3 separate regions of the Mus musculus genome follow, and regions 1 and 3 are each linked to region 2. The links are chromatin contacts, called in public Hi-C and HiChIP or PLAC-seq maps. All regions are on one chromosome and are shown on one strand. The core of a region is the stretch at or near the end of the contact, and the rest is flanking DNA. Distances in the headings are between cores, read along the strand shown. Region 1 has its middle 72 kb from the start of Gm26422. Region 2 has its middle 56 kb from the start of Gm33436. Region 3 overlaps Gm39833 (a long non-coding RNA gene).

What was found. HiChIP or PLAC-seq counts read pairs in DNA pulled down with a chosen protein or histone mark. A called contact is a pair of places that touch in the nucleus more often than the background predicts.
Region 1: a CTCF HiChIP or PLAC-seq map of the NIH/3T3 cell line shows a contact between it and region 2, with 6 read pairs. The contact joins two enhancer-like sites. A contact is called at or near these places in 1 of 15 datasets of contacts at CTCF or cohesin (the NIH/3T3 cell line), 1 of 484 Hi-C or Micro-C datasets (bone marrow-derived macrophages), 1 of 115 datasets of contacts at active chromatin or transcription factors (embryonic stem cells) and 1 of 9 other capture datasets (embryonic stem cells).
Region 3: a Hi-C map of the C2C12 cell line shows a contact between it and region 2, with 2.1 times the contacts expected there. The contact joins two enhancer-like sites. A contact is called at or near these places in 1 of 484 Hi-C or Micro-C datasets (the C2C12 cell line), 4 of 115 datasets of contacts at active chromatin or transcription factors (bone marrow-derived macrophages, embryonic stem cells, fibro-adipogenic progenitors and 1 more) and 1 of 9 other capture datasets (embryonic stem cells).

Annotation. Positions count from the first base shown.
Region 1 is chr2:61,205,934-61,210,329 of GRCm38.p6, forward strand. No RefSeq gene overlaps it. Among named protein-coding and RNA genes, the nearest start is that of Gm26422, 72 kb to the right of the region's middle. Within about 2 kb of position 1,473, at least 15 of the 459 cell types and tissues checked have an H3K27ac peak or open chromatin away from gene starts, as enhancers often do. A contact at or near this core is called in the NIH/3T3 cell line, where this site is marked.
Region 2 is chr2:60,746,025-60,750,777 of GRCm38.p6, forward strand. It overlaps a transcript of Rbms1 not described here. Among named protein-coding and RNA genes, the nearest start is that of Gm33436, 56 kb to the left of the region's middle. Within about 2 kb of position 1,812, at least 77 of the 459 cell types and tissues checked have an H3K27ac peak or open chromatin away from gene starts, as enhancers often do. A contact at or near this core is called in the C2C12 cell line, the NIH/3T3 cell line, fibro-adipogenic progenitors and 1 more, where this site is marked.
Region 3 is chr2:61,137,327-61,141,933 of GRCm38.p6, forward strand. The region is part of intron 2 of Gm39833 (a long non-coding RNA gene); the gene reads left to right. Among named protein-coding and RNA genes, the nearest start is that of Gm39833, 12 kb to the left of the region's middle. Within about 2 kb of position 1,480, at least 168 of the 459 cell types and tissues checked have an H3K27ac peak or open chromatin away from gene starts, as enhancers often do. A contact at or near this core is called in the C2C12 cell line, fibro-adipogenic progenitors and pancreatic cancer cells, where this site is marked.

The sequences.
Region 1 (4,396 bases), core at 223-2,722, 460 kb after region 2:
ATTTTAACGTAGCTATACAGTCAGATTCAGTAGGAAAAGGAACCTAAACTAAAGTTGTGTGTGTGTGTGAGTGTGTGTGATAAGAATGCATGATCAGTACATATTTGATGATTATATCATGCAGCAAGTACTAAATCTACACAGGGAACAGGCTTCTAGAACACTTGAAAATACTAATAGTGTATGGCAAGTTGTTTTACAGAAACTAACTTGTCACTACATATCTTGAAAAATGAAATGATTCAGAAGAAACCCTTTTGTTAACTGTTACTAAAAGGTGACATCCGTACTATGTCAAGTTATCGATGACAAAATGAAAATGTGGTGCAAGGTCGCAGGAAAAGTCTCAGCCGACACAGCTGTGACTGTTGGTGGACAGGAAATAACTCTGTGCTTTGTTTTTTGCTTCTTATTTGTTTGTTTGATTGATTGATTGACTGATGATTGATTTTTTACATAGCTCCTCCTTTTCTAAAGGTGTTCTTTATATCCTTCCTGGACGGATAATCTGGTACTGGCAAGCAGTTAAACTTTGAGGAGTATTCCCTCTCATTTTATGTACAACAAAACAAATCATATATGCAGGATGGTCCATTTTCTCAGAAAAGATAGTATTGACTGAAATCTTTACTGAGCAAAAATGTAGAAACTTCTTTAAATTGGTGTCTTCTCCCCATTTTCTCCCAAATTGATCTGAATGTCATCACAGCAAGAAGTCCAGCAGATAATCACCTTGTTCCAAAAGAATGACAAAAACTCAGTTATCCCAGCCTGACTTGCATTGTTATATATTTATTTATAGACACATATATCCAAAAATATGTAAAATGCTTTTGACTCATGAGTAATGTTGAATCATGTTGAAAAAATTATAAAAGAGGGGTGTGTGTAAAATATATAGTGCTAAAAATAATAAAGTCTTAAAAAACTAAGAGGCAGGCTGAATGTTTCCACTCACAGACAACATGATGTATTGTAAAGTGACCCAGACTAAGACAGTACAGAATTGAAATGAGAATATCACTCTGAGGACCAGGATGAAACATCTAGATAAAATCAGATAGATTCAGTCACATGATCTTTGACAAGGATTACACTGCAAAGCAAGAAAGGGTCATCTTTTCAGCACATGATGCCAGGTTAATTGCTTTCTGACGAAATAAATCATCTGCATTGATGCCGGAGAATTCTTCACCTCTCGTTTTGTAATCACATCCCAACATTCCCACACATGCACGTGTTATTTCAGAGTTCTAGAAGAGATACCTCAAGAGTAACAGAAGTCAGTACCAGGACACCTCAGGAAGTCCCAGAAGAGCAGCAGCCGATTGCATTACTCAACACATACTTACTAGCATTATTAGAGGCTCAATGATGAGAGGGTGGGATTTTTGTCTTAAAGGGTGAGCATGAATCATGGTCATTAAAACTTTCCCTTTAGTATGGACCACTGGTGAATCATCCAGAGAAAACAGTCCTGCCTCATTCAGTTTGGCTCTATGGGGACACACTTGCCACGCTGTTAGTGCATCATGCCTTCCTTTGTTACTGAATACTTGGAAATGCTTCTCTTTGTCCTAGGAGGACTCCCAGCCCATAGACATATATTATTATCTCTCTCATCCTTGGGCTGCCTTCCAACCACTTACCTCCCCTGACATCTTGTCTCAAAGGCAAAACAGGGTTGCTGGACATTTCACTAGAAGACGGTTGATAAGCACTCAGTTTGTTTTATTTGGACAGCTTAACCAATGTGTAGTGACGGCAACTACAATGTAAAGCAGGCTCTCCCTAGACCTGGAGGGAATTAAGCCTGGTGGTAGGGAGGGACAGAATCTGGAAGGACACTGTGGGAGTACGGAGAATCTGTAAGCTTTCTGTAAGGAAAGGTAGTCTTACAAGTTAATTTATTTCAGGATTTGGGGGCTGTTATTCTTCTTTGGAAATTACTGATTTCAGCATCTTGAAAATCTGATGTAAAATGAAAAAAATTGAGGAAGAAGAATAATGAAGAGGCTTAAGTTGCCAGACCCAAATCTAGTGGTTCTGACTCTTTTTTTTTTTGTTGTTTGTTTGTTTTTGTTTGTTTTTCAAGACAGGGTTTCTCTGTATAGCCCTGGCTGTCCTGGAACTCACTTTGTAGACCAGGATGGCCTTGAACTCAGAAATCCGCCTGCCTCTGCCTCCTGAGAGCTGGGATTAAAGGCGTGTGCCACCACACCCGGCATGACTCTAACTTTCAATGAGGAAAGAGAATAGTTCCTAGCTTAAAAAAGAAGAATTACAAATATTTTGCCTGTGCCCAGGCTCAGTGCTTTGATGAGCCATTCAAGACAAATACAACCTGAAACTGGCTTTTCAATTCAACCAAAAGCAGGGTAATGATGCTCTGTTGCAACTCACTTCTGCCCTTGATTGGTGTTTAAAGAGGGGTTATTTGATCCACATAAATCCTAATGGATTTCTAAGTATATCTTATTAATGTAACATGACTTTTAAACTGGCATTAACAAATAGTGGTTTATTCAAATGGAGTGTGTGTGTGTGTGTGTGTGTGTGTGTGTGTGTGTGTGTATGTGTGTGTGTGTGTATGTGTGTGTGTGTGTGTGTGTGTATATATATATATATATATATATATATATATATATATATATATATTATATAAAGGTGAGACAACCCCTCAATTCTTTGTCACATTGTATGATCATGTCCACCGGCCTGCTTCTCACTGTCTGTTCCTTCGCTCTTGTCTCTTTTCAATGCTATTTTAAAAGAAATATACAGCATTGTCTTTGGCCTTGAATGATATTTTACTCACATATAAAATGTACACATTATCCAGCACTATTTTTACTAATATTACAGGAATTCAGAGAACGGTGAGCTCATTATAGGTTTGGGGGATTTACCAATGGCTAGTTAATTAACAAAAACATTCAATATTTATTTGTGAACTGGCCACTGGAGGCTTGTGAAAGGATCGGAGCCTCAGGAGCCATGTTTAAAAGGGACTCACCAAGTGCAAATGGCAGGGCTGTATGGAAGTTGGGTCAGGGCAGGGCGAGGTGGTTCCATAGAACAAACTGATCAGAATGGGCGAGTACAGTCTATAAAGAGGCCTGGGATGCTGGGGCAGGAATTACCTTGCAATTGTTTGCAGCAAGTCATAATAGGTCTTCAAAGAGGCTGTTATTATAATTGCTATTGACTTAAGTGATTAAATCAGGAACATATCTAGTCTTAACGAAGAGAACTTGACTTTTCCCCAGTTGAAAGAAGCAAAAAAAAAAAAAATAAATAAAAATAAAATAAGAAGCCTTCCTTCCTGCATTTTAAGCTAACACAGAGATTTTGGAGTCCCTTTCCACCCATGGCCAATGGGAGACTTATTCTTCTTGAGCATCATGGAGAGCTGATATCACAACACGGGTGTCAGGCATTTAAAAAGCTGTAAAGAGCCAGTATTTCCATCCCTTCCACAGGAAACTAACATATATGTGGAAGGACAACTGTCTATATTCAGACAAATACGTTATTTCTCTATATTGTAAGCTAACATAAAATGTTAGCTGGGGCTGGGCAGCATGGGAAAGTGCTATGTATCTGAGGGTAACTGGCCCTGTTGCAGAACCAGAAAGACTAATTGGAACTTCCTTGTCATCCCCAAATCCAGTCTTGCTTGAGTACTGAGATCCTCAAAGGTGGAAAACTCATGCAAGCCCACATTCAGAGATATTTTTAGAGTTCCTCTGTGTTTAGTTGTACCTCAGGTTCCTCCTGTAACAAATCTATAACCATTAAATTGAGTTAATTGTTATCCTTGAAATGGTGTAAGACTTGTGACTGTACTGTAAAAACAAACTGCTAATTTGTTGAAGGGAAATAAAAAGAAGCATCATTAAGCCAGGGGTTGGCAAATCTTTACTTAAAGGAGTAAACAGTAGACATTTTAAGTTTGCAAATCTTTACTTTTTTTGGATACAGTGAAAGCAACTACACAACAGCGTCTATGACTGTATGTATTCCAATAATATCTTATTTCTCAAAGCAGGCAGCAGGCTGAGTTCAATTTATATGAGTTCAACAACACTCATATGAATTGCATTTCCACCATTAAGGCAAATTGTTAATTCTCTTCAAGGTGAACAGAAGTAAGGGCCCGCTTTACTCTGATACCTACTGCTCAGGGTTGGGACTTGGTACATTGAAACGAGGAGACAAAAATTGTTGTAATAAGCAATTGAAATTTGATTTTATGAACATTAAACATTCTTTTTCAACTTTTCCTATATATTTATTTAGCTAGGATCTCATACAGCCAAGACTATATTCTAGTGGCCATTGTAGCTGAGGATGCTTTTGAACTTCTGACCCTCTGCCTCGTATTTCCAAGTGC
Region 2 (4,753 bases), core at 562-3,061:
AATACACAAATAGGAGACAACATAACGCCTTCTTGTTACATCAGTGGCTTCAGACCAGGAGCAGCATAGCAATGCCCACTCTCGGGACTTCTGCTCCAAGCCTCACTTGGGCAAGGGCAGAGCTGAGGTAGGTGTTTGTACCTGTCACAAGGTCTAGAAAGCAGTGAACGCTCTGGAGTAGTTCTTATCAGAGATGAGGAATAGGTTGGTGTGTCAGAGCTTCTCAGGAGAAATGCTGTGGTCCTTCACAGATCTCCCAAACTTCTTACATAGCTCTTGATTTTGTTACTTGACATTGCCACATCAAGACGATAAACTTACCATTTCTCCCTCAAGGAACAATTCATTCGAGATCATGTCATGTTACCTTGCTTTCCAATGTGTTATACAGTATCTTAAGGAAAAAAAAATATTTTTATGTCTATTTGGGTGCCTACAGAGACTGGTAGAGGGCACTGAATCTGGAGTTACAGGTGGTCATGGGCTTCCTGGGTATTGGGAGCCAAAGTTGGATCCTCTGGAAGAGCTGCTCCAGTCTTAACGAATGGGCCATCTCTCCTGCATTTGCATAATAATTTGCATAGTTTTAGACATAAATAAAAATGTTCCACAGGCCTTTCCATAAGGTCTTTATCCACTAAGCACTCTGAAATACAGTCTCAACTTTCATACTTAAATATTTCATACTTAAGGTTGTATTGTACCTACAATTCTGTACTCAACACCTTGGCATGAGTACTCTTCTGGTCACCAAAGTTCTCGCTTCATATTTCAAGAATCTATCATGCTCCCAATTAGTCAGGAAGGAAACTGTTGTGAGTCTTTGGATGGAGCAGGGCAGGGGGCGATCCTGGTGACCTAGTGACTGCTGTCAGTTGAGGTACATGGGGGCGGCGAGCTGCTGGGGTGGAGTGTGCAGCCAGCAGTAAGGGGAAGAGATAAAACTGAGCTTCTCTGGGATGTTCAACCCAGAGAAGTACAGCGCTGTTGAGTGACAGTTGCTCACTTCAGACTGACTTCTTCTGGAACAGGATTCTGGCTTATTCCAGTTGGCAGAACCAACACTAGGAGGTGAAATGGCAAGAGTCTCCACTTGGCAAGAAGATGTGAAGGCTGTTAGAGATACTCTGTGAAGTGTGGGGAAGCATCATTAGAGGAACAAGCAGCAGAACAGCTTTAGGGGCACCAAAGGGTGGGGTATGTCTATTCTTCTTTATGTTCTGTGCCCATGTGAATGATCAAGTCTTCACATTTTAGAATAATAATAATAGCACTACTGTGTGTGTTTAAGCCAATGCCACCTGCTTTTAATTCGGAGCAGCTAGGGAGACCTAATGGTACTTTGTGCCTAGCTATGTGCTTGCCAGCTCTTTGGCTTTTGCTGTTCCGTGGCCACCTCTGGCCTTAGAAATCCCACCAAAGTCACTCTGCAGTCTAAGCAACAAAGCCCACAATGTGGGTGCTTGCTCCCATCTCTATGATTAATACGACTATTTGGGGTCTTCCGTTGAAGCCCAAATTTGAGCAGGACATGCTCTGAGACATTCAACACTCTCTGGCAGTTGGCCTTGAAGTTCGTACTGCCTCTGGTCTCTTTCTGGGCTCACACTGAAGGTTGAATAATAAAATCCTCCCTCTAGTGGCTCCAGCTCAAACATGATCTTATCTTACAGAGATGGAGCTCTAGTGCCTGAGACACTCTGGAGCCCATGAGTAAGATTCAAATTCCACTGCTGAGCACTTGATCCCCCAGAAGGCTATGCACGCACACCTCCTGGCTGTGCCAGTGACCCCAGATACTGATGATCCTGACCAGTGCACAGCAGCCAGCCACAGAGCACATGGTCACCACCCTGTCCCCAGCCATGGCTGAAGATGCTGATCTCACTGCTTTGGTATTTAAGAAACCGCTTAGCTTTCTTCAAACCCAAGTTCTGATTCTTCTGCCCTCCCCCAACTACTGGATACATTAGGCTTTTTGTGGAAAGGGGAAGAGGGAGAGTGTGATAGGCTGATGATCTCTGTAGCAATGTTTCTGGGTCTGTCTCTTTTGGGCTGTGCAGACGGGGAGAAGCTACTTACTGTTGGTTGTGTGTCCAAATTTAAACAGTCCCTAAGGGGCTAGGGAGCCTCACCTTTCTCCCACTGATATTGTATTTGTGCTCCCTTGGACATACAGAGGGCCTTCACTCATCAAGTCAAGGATGCTGGGGTACCGGGACTCTAGCACTCTGCAATGCCACCAAAGGCAGCAAGCACACACTAGAGAACTGTTGTATCCATACTTTTCCTTTTTCCAACCCACAGTTCAACCTTTCCACTTTGCCGACTAGAAGGTAATTTTGACACAAGCTAACCTCCCAGCAAACTTTGGCTTATCCACAGAAGTGCTGCCCCTTGTCTTTGTATACTAAGTCAACATGTAACTACGTCAAGTTCCATGTACATAGGTGTTCCTAAACTCCTGGAAATGGCTAGCCCATGTCCATCATTCTGCATGAGAATTAGAGAGTCCTCAATGAAATATTTAAGGGAAAAATACCTCTGCATTGCACATGCATGGACTATCTTCCTGTCATTATGAACGTTACAATATAACTGTTATTAGACAGCATTTTGTTGCATTAGGCATCACACAAGATCTAGCAATGACTCAAACTATATAGGCAGTTATATGCAAATATTTATTTATTCATTCATTTAATTTATGAGTACACTGTAGCTCTCTTCCATTACACCACAAGAGGGCCTCAGATCCCATTACAGATGTTGTGAGCCACCATGTGGTTGCTGGGGACTGAACTCAGGATCTCTGGGAAGAACAGTCAGTGCTCTTAACCACTGAACCATCTCTAGCCCCCACAAATTTATTACTTAAGGGACTTAAGTATGTGTGGATCTTGGCATCTATGGAGTCTTAGGACCCATACCCCCTGTGGATACCAAGGGATGACTGTCTAATGTAGTCAGTTGGATACACAGGGAACGTGAGACCTTATTAGGTTAACAAAGCTTACGATGCCATGCAACTTAGTGATTCCTCTGGCTTCTGCTGTTATTCATAGGGAAGGGCACATAGGTATGTAGTTAGTAAGCGTGGTGGCATCTATTCCTTAAGTTCCGAAATGCCCTTTTTGTCTGAAGCCATGCTCCGCCTGGGATGTGGCATCCTTTGTCTCTGAAGCATTGCTCAGCATCAAGGGGACATATTTCCTCTGCTCAAGAAGCCATCAAGAACTGGGTATAGGGTTTCTCAGCTGTTCCAAGTAAAGGGATCTACATGTCTCTTACCTAATTCAGACAGCACGCCACGGACCTCAGGAGTCATTCAGAAACGAGGGCCTGCGGGACGGTGCAGCGAGCTGACTGAATTTGATCTCTAGGGTCACACGGCAGAGACAGAACTTAACTTACACAAGTTGTCCCCTGACTCCCAAGTGTGCACTGTGGTTTATGAGCAGCCTTCCATCAAACATACACAGAGCAACTGAACAACTGAAAATAAGAAATGTAGTGGGAATTCTACCCTCCACTCTGGTCGAGTCAACTATATGGACAGTACCATATGAACTCCATTAAAACATTTACTCTACTTTGGGTAGGTGTCAATTTTTGGTATTATATGCCTTCAATAAAGCAAGTCAGGGAGGGAAAAGAGAGGTCCCATCCCCATCCCCCAAGTGCATCATGGGTGCCTCCAATTGTGAACAAAGAACCCACTTTTAAAAGGCTGTGGTTTAATATAAGGTTATTTTGACATATTAGTGCTGGCTGCAAATAGGAAAATGTCTTTATTTTGTTCCAAGCAATGGGTAATTAATGCAAGAGCACCACCTAGGATGTCTGAGGCCAAGGACTGTTGCCAATACCACAAAAGAACCAGAAGCTCCAAAGCAGACCATGAGTGGGGTAGTTCGGGCTGGACTTAGGGCCAGGTGATATGTAATAGATATCTAAGGTCATAGCACAGATTTAAACAAGTAGCAACACAGGAGTGGAAAGGTTTCTTATTTTTTTTCAAGAAAATGGAATTTTCTGTCCATATGGAATCTGACCTAATTTTCAACTCAATTCTGAACCAGCCTACTGAGCTGACGAGCGAGGTCAGAGGTGAGGTGACATTTTGATGTGTGACTTCCATCTACTTTCAAAAAACCGACAGGAAGAAGAAAGTTTCAGATGTTTTTATTCAAAGGTTCTCAAAAGAAATAAAACAGAAAAAGCTAACAATCTGATCAAATGTACAGTTCAAAAATGTCTTTTGGCGTTTAACAAGTCCTAGGAAAGAAAACTACAGAGTCATCTTGAACCGGTAAATAAGTCACCACTGGCAAGTATGTAGCACTAGTAGAACAAAAATAAAAAATTAACTCTCTTGATCATATAGATATCTCTATGAAAATCTTTTTTTTCAATCTGTACAAAAGGTCTTTCTTCATAAATTAATTTTTTTTATAATTTAATGGCTGTCTACTATGTGATGTTTAACTGACATTTTTTTTCTTTTATATGTACAGAGGTTGTTTCCCAAATCTGACCCAGACGAGTATGGCACTTAGTTCAGACATACCTAGCAGCAGATCTCCCCTCCCCTACTGACTGAGCTATCAACTTTCTGTCTTAACTAATGGAAAAAAATATCAAGTAGTGAGAGTCTTGGGCTGATCAACATACTCGATCCACGGAGGGTGTGCTGCCTTCAGTCTGGACTTCACAAAGCACAAGTTTTAGGGAGCATAAAACCAATAATACC
Region 3 (4,607 bases), core at 230-2,729, 390 kb after region 2:
CCTGTAAGTGTGGTGAGGTGGTGAGTGATCAGACACATAGGATGTGGGGGTGTGGGGGGGGGAGAGGGAGGGAGAGAGGGAGGAAGGGAAGCAGAGAAGGAGATAAGGAGATAAGAAGGAGGGAATGCAGGGTAGAGGGGGGAAGGGAAGGGAAGGGAAGACTCAGAGGCGGCTCTGGAGTCTGAGATTGTCACACAGATTGTCACACAGACAGACAGAATGATAGCAACGTTGGCAGAAATGAGGAAGCCATGAGGACTCTCTGGTTTAGAGGAGAAAGCTTTTCTATGAATCTTAAATACTGGTGTTGGAGCCTAGCATTGAATATCAAGTAAAAATGTTAGAAAGGAAGTCAAATACTAAATACAGCTTCCACTTCCCCTTCTGCTAGTCTTTCCTCAAATACATGGTCAGCTTGTATAACTACGGGTGGGTTTTAGTGCTTGCTTTTCATAACATTTGAGTAAGTAGGTCAGTACTACCTACTTTGTAGATAAGAATCTCTTCTGCAGCCCCTGAAACCAACCCTCCACTTATTGCCTTATGGGAACATTTGACTTCCTAAGGATCCTATCACTATAGATATTGTCCCCAATCCCCTCTTCCTTTGGCTTCCCTACTGTTGCCTATAACCAAGGCTATCAGCCAGCTTTCTTTCCTTACACTGAAGCTTCATTTCCCTATTTATTCCTCCAGTCTCTCTGATGGCATTTAAAAATTATCCAGGTCTGATTCCTCTTCTCTTCTCTTCTCTTCTCTTCTCTTCTCTTCTCTTCTCTTCTCTTCTCTTCTCTTTCTTCTCTTCTCTTCTCTTCTCTTCTCTTCTCTTCTCTTCTCTTCTCTTCTCTTCTCCCCTCCCCTCCCCTCCCCTCCCCTCCCCTCCTTCTCTCTTTTCCTCTCCCCTCCCCTCCCCTTCCCCCACCCCCTCTCTCCTCTTTGTTACTGGGATGCTCTGTATATAACTAACTGTATGATACTTACAGTAAGTCTAAGGGAAGGTTGACCTTTTTTTATTACACACACACACACACACACGATAGCCTTCCTAGGAAACTGAGAAATGATATTTTAGCATCTCAGGAAAAAAAAAAGCCTCATCTAGAACCCCACAGGATAAACCCAACCACCAGATGCATGCCATCTATACCAAACACTGAGGACTTTTCTGCTGAATGTCGCAGTCCTTGTTGCTTCCTGATGCCCCATAGATGGTTGCTCTCCCTTTCCTTGCCTATATTCCAGTCTGCATCTCGTGGCCCTTGTGACTCCTATGCCTTCTAATGTAGACCATCTAAAAGAAAGAAAAACATGCCAGTACCCAGTGAATCCGGGTAAGGAGATGTTAACTTGGTCTGAGGGTGCTGTATCATTCCAGTGGATGACTTTTGGAGTTGTTTTCTTCTGGGGGCCTCCTGGTGCACATCCCCCTCCTGTTCCCTCTGGACAGCTGATTGTGCCCTGAGTGCTCTTGCTTCCCCGTTCTGGTTCCCTGTGTGCTTCTGCTTGCCAGAGTGTTCCTTTTATCCCCTTTGGTTTAATTGCCATGCAAAACCCTCTGTTGAGCTTTTAATTAGCAAGTTATCCCAGTCTGAAAACTGGAAACCCTGGGCTCTTTCGGCATATATTAAACAAGCTAAAATATGAAATTAAAGAAAACAGAGTTTTAGCCAACAGAAACAAGTGACTCATTTCCTTGTGAAAACACACTGGGTTTATGTTACTCTGGCAACAGGATTCCGGAATAGCGTCCTCCTCTCCCCCGTTTGGAGACTTTATGTGTTTCTGCTACAGTCAGTGTTCCACGGTGACCTAATGTTGAACCAAGTCTCTGGGTGAGTCACGAGGCGCAAGAGCAGTGGATTTTCTTTGAGATAGCGCATGCCCTGTCCCTTTGACCAAAGGAAGGAAAGTTTACTTTGTACAAGTGTAAAAGGATCCTAGGAACTCTCGGCCAGGGCTGCTCTGGGACAGAAGTGTGGTCCTGCTGTTACTCTCAAAACACCACCATCCCTTCTAATGTGTTTGAATTCCAAGTGCCTGTTGTTCTAAAGACAGCTGATTAAATCATAACGTACAACCTGTGTGCGCACCACATGGGGAAATGAAGATTTAGAGATTCACTGCACAAGACTCCAGATGTTTCTCGGGATTCACATCATGGGCGGGAACTTCCCGGTGCTTAGGGTCAAAATTTCGACCTACACCACTCCAAATCTCTACAGCAAAAATGTGCTGTGCAAAGCGGCTGCAGTAGCTCTCCTCGGCGAGTTTTTCGGTGCTCCGAGGCTCTTGAGAGGAAGTGAAGAGCGTCTTCAATTTATCAAGCTCTCGCTGCTTGGGATTTTAAGTTTCCAGAAGTTTTGTGAACAGCTTTAGGCATTGGCTGGATAGTCAGGAAAGTGTAACCATTAGGATGAGCTAAGAGTATGTGAAGAGTTTTAGTTTCCCCCCAGTTGCTACCAACTGTCTGCAAAGGAGAAGTCCAGCTTTTCTCAGTTCTGTTTCCCTCCCCATAAACTGTCTTCCCAGTTCTCCTGGATTTGTGGAGAAGGAACACAGTAAACAAACTAGGATTAGACTGGACATTGGGAGAGCATGGGGAGGGATGATTTAGTGACAATGTATACTGCATATCTTATTCCTATATGATGTCAATTTATGAAAAGAAATGCCGGGGAAGAAAGCTGCATAGGTAGCAGAAGACAGCCTAGTTGGCCATCACTGGGAAGAGAGGCCTCTTGGTTTTGCAAACATTATATGCCTCAGTACAGGGGAATGCCAGGGCCAAGAAGCAGGAGTGAGTGGGTGAGGGTATAGGGAACTTTCGGGATAGCATTTGAAATGTATATAAAGAAAATATCAAATAAATAAATAAATAAATAAATAAATAAATAAAATATGCTATGCTATGCTCTGCATGAGCTTTATAGTCAAATCAGGGAAATGTAAATTGTAATGATGAAGAAATAAAAACTATTGCTCAAAGGGAAAAACAAAAGAAATATTAGAGAAAGAATTCAAGTTGAGATAGAGGAGGTTGATTATTTTGGTTTTTTGTTCTGCCTTTTCTTTGAAACTTAGGAAGAAAGCTCCAGTGATATTTATTATATATAATAGAAACAGATGGTAGGGAGACAAAGAAGACGGTTGTTTTTTTCAAGACAGGGTTTCTCTGTGTAGCTCTGGCTGACCTGGAACCTGCTCTGTAGAGGAGGCTGGCCTCAAACTCAGAGACTGGCCTGCCTCTGCCTCCAGAGTACAGGGATTAAAGGTGTACGCCATCACGACCTGGCAATGCAGAAGGTTTTAAGGAGAGCTGGAGGCTCACATCCTCATTGTTAGAATAGAAGTAGAAGCAAAGGACTTCACCTCCAAAACTACACCTGTCTGCCGAGACTATGTCATCTAAACCATGATGCTGCTCTAACAATGAGCTGATGAAGCCATGACATTGTAAAACAACGCCAGATGTTGTTGTTAGTGATAGCAGATGCCTGCAATTGCAGGTGGATGCAAAAGAGTTAGGAGTTGAAGGCCAGTCTGGGCTATATGACACCATGTCTAAGTAAGTAAATAAATATCAATTACATGTGACCCTTCCTGGATCAATCTATCCATCCATCCATCCATCCATCCATCCATCCATCCATCCATCCATCCATCCATTGATTAATCCACTGATCGATCCATCCATCTGCCCATCCATCCATCCATCCATCCATCCATCCATCCATCCATCCATCCAAACAAATATAGCATGACAGAGCTATGAAGTTATTCTTACTGAATTAGTAGTCTCAACTTTTGGCGAATGTTTGGCAGAAATTCTTTTCTCTCTTTTTTACATTTCTTTTGTGCAGCCAAATACCAAGATGGAAAGCAAAAGATAATTTAGGTCAGCGCTGCTGTGTGAAGTGGCCCTGGTGAGCAGAGCCTTTCTCTCCAGTGCAAACAAATGAACAGCACCGGGGAAACATTCGCTTCTCATCAGCCCATTCTGACGTTTCACGTTTTGCTTCTTTTAAAATAAATAAATGTATTTGCATTTTTAAACTGCAAGTTATGTTTTTCCCCCAAATATCAACTCTGTGGGGGGTATTTTAAAAAGTAGTTCATCTGTTATGTGTTGGACTCGTGAGACTAAAATTACAAATCCCCTGTAGGAATACTAATACAGATTTTCTTGTTTGAAGTGAACAGTAACCTGAAGCGATTGCAAAATGGTTTCCATTTATTCAACGAGAGATTGAGAAGGCTCAGCTCTCTGCACGGAGTGATGAAGTAGGTCTCCCATGTTGTGGACTGTCATTCTTTAACCGCTAATGGACCACATCTGCAAACATCTGTGTGACAGTTTGCATATATTTCAAAGTTACTAGGTAAAATATTGAATGTAATGGCCACAAGAAGCATACCTTCAGACATTGACGTGGCAGTGATCACTGGCCTTTATGTGGGCATTTCCTAGCGTGTGTATCAGTGATGGGATGCAGCATTATTGTTAGAAAAGGATAAAGGAAAACTGTCAGATTCTCCAGCTCTGTTCTGCATAAATATTAAGTTTCATTAGAAGTTGTGCTTTTGCAAACTTAGAAGAAATTTTTTAT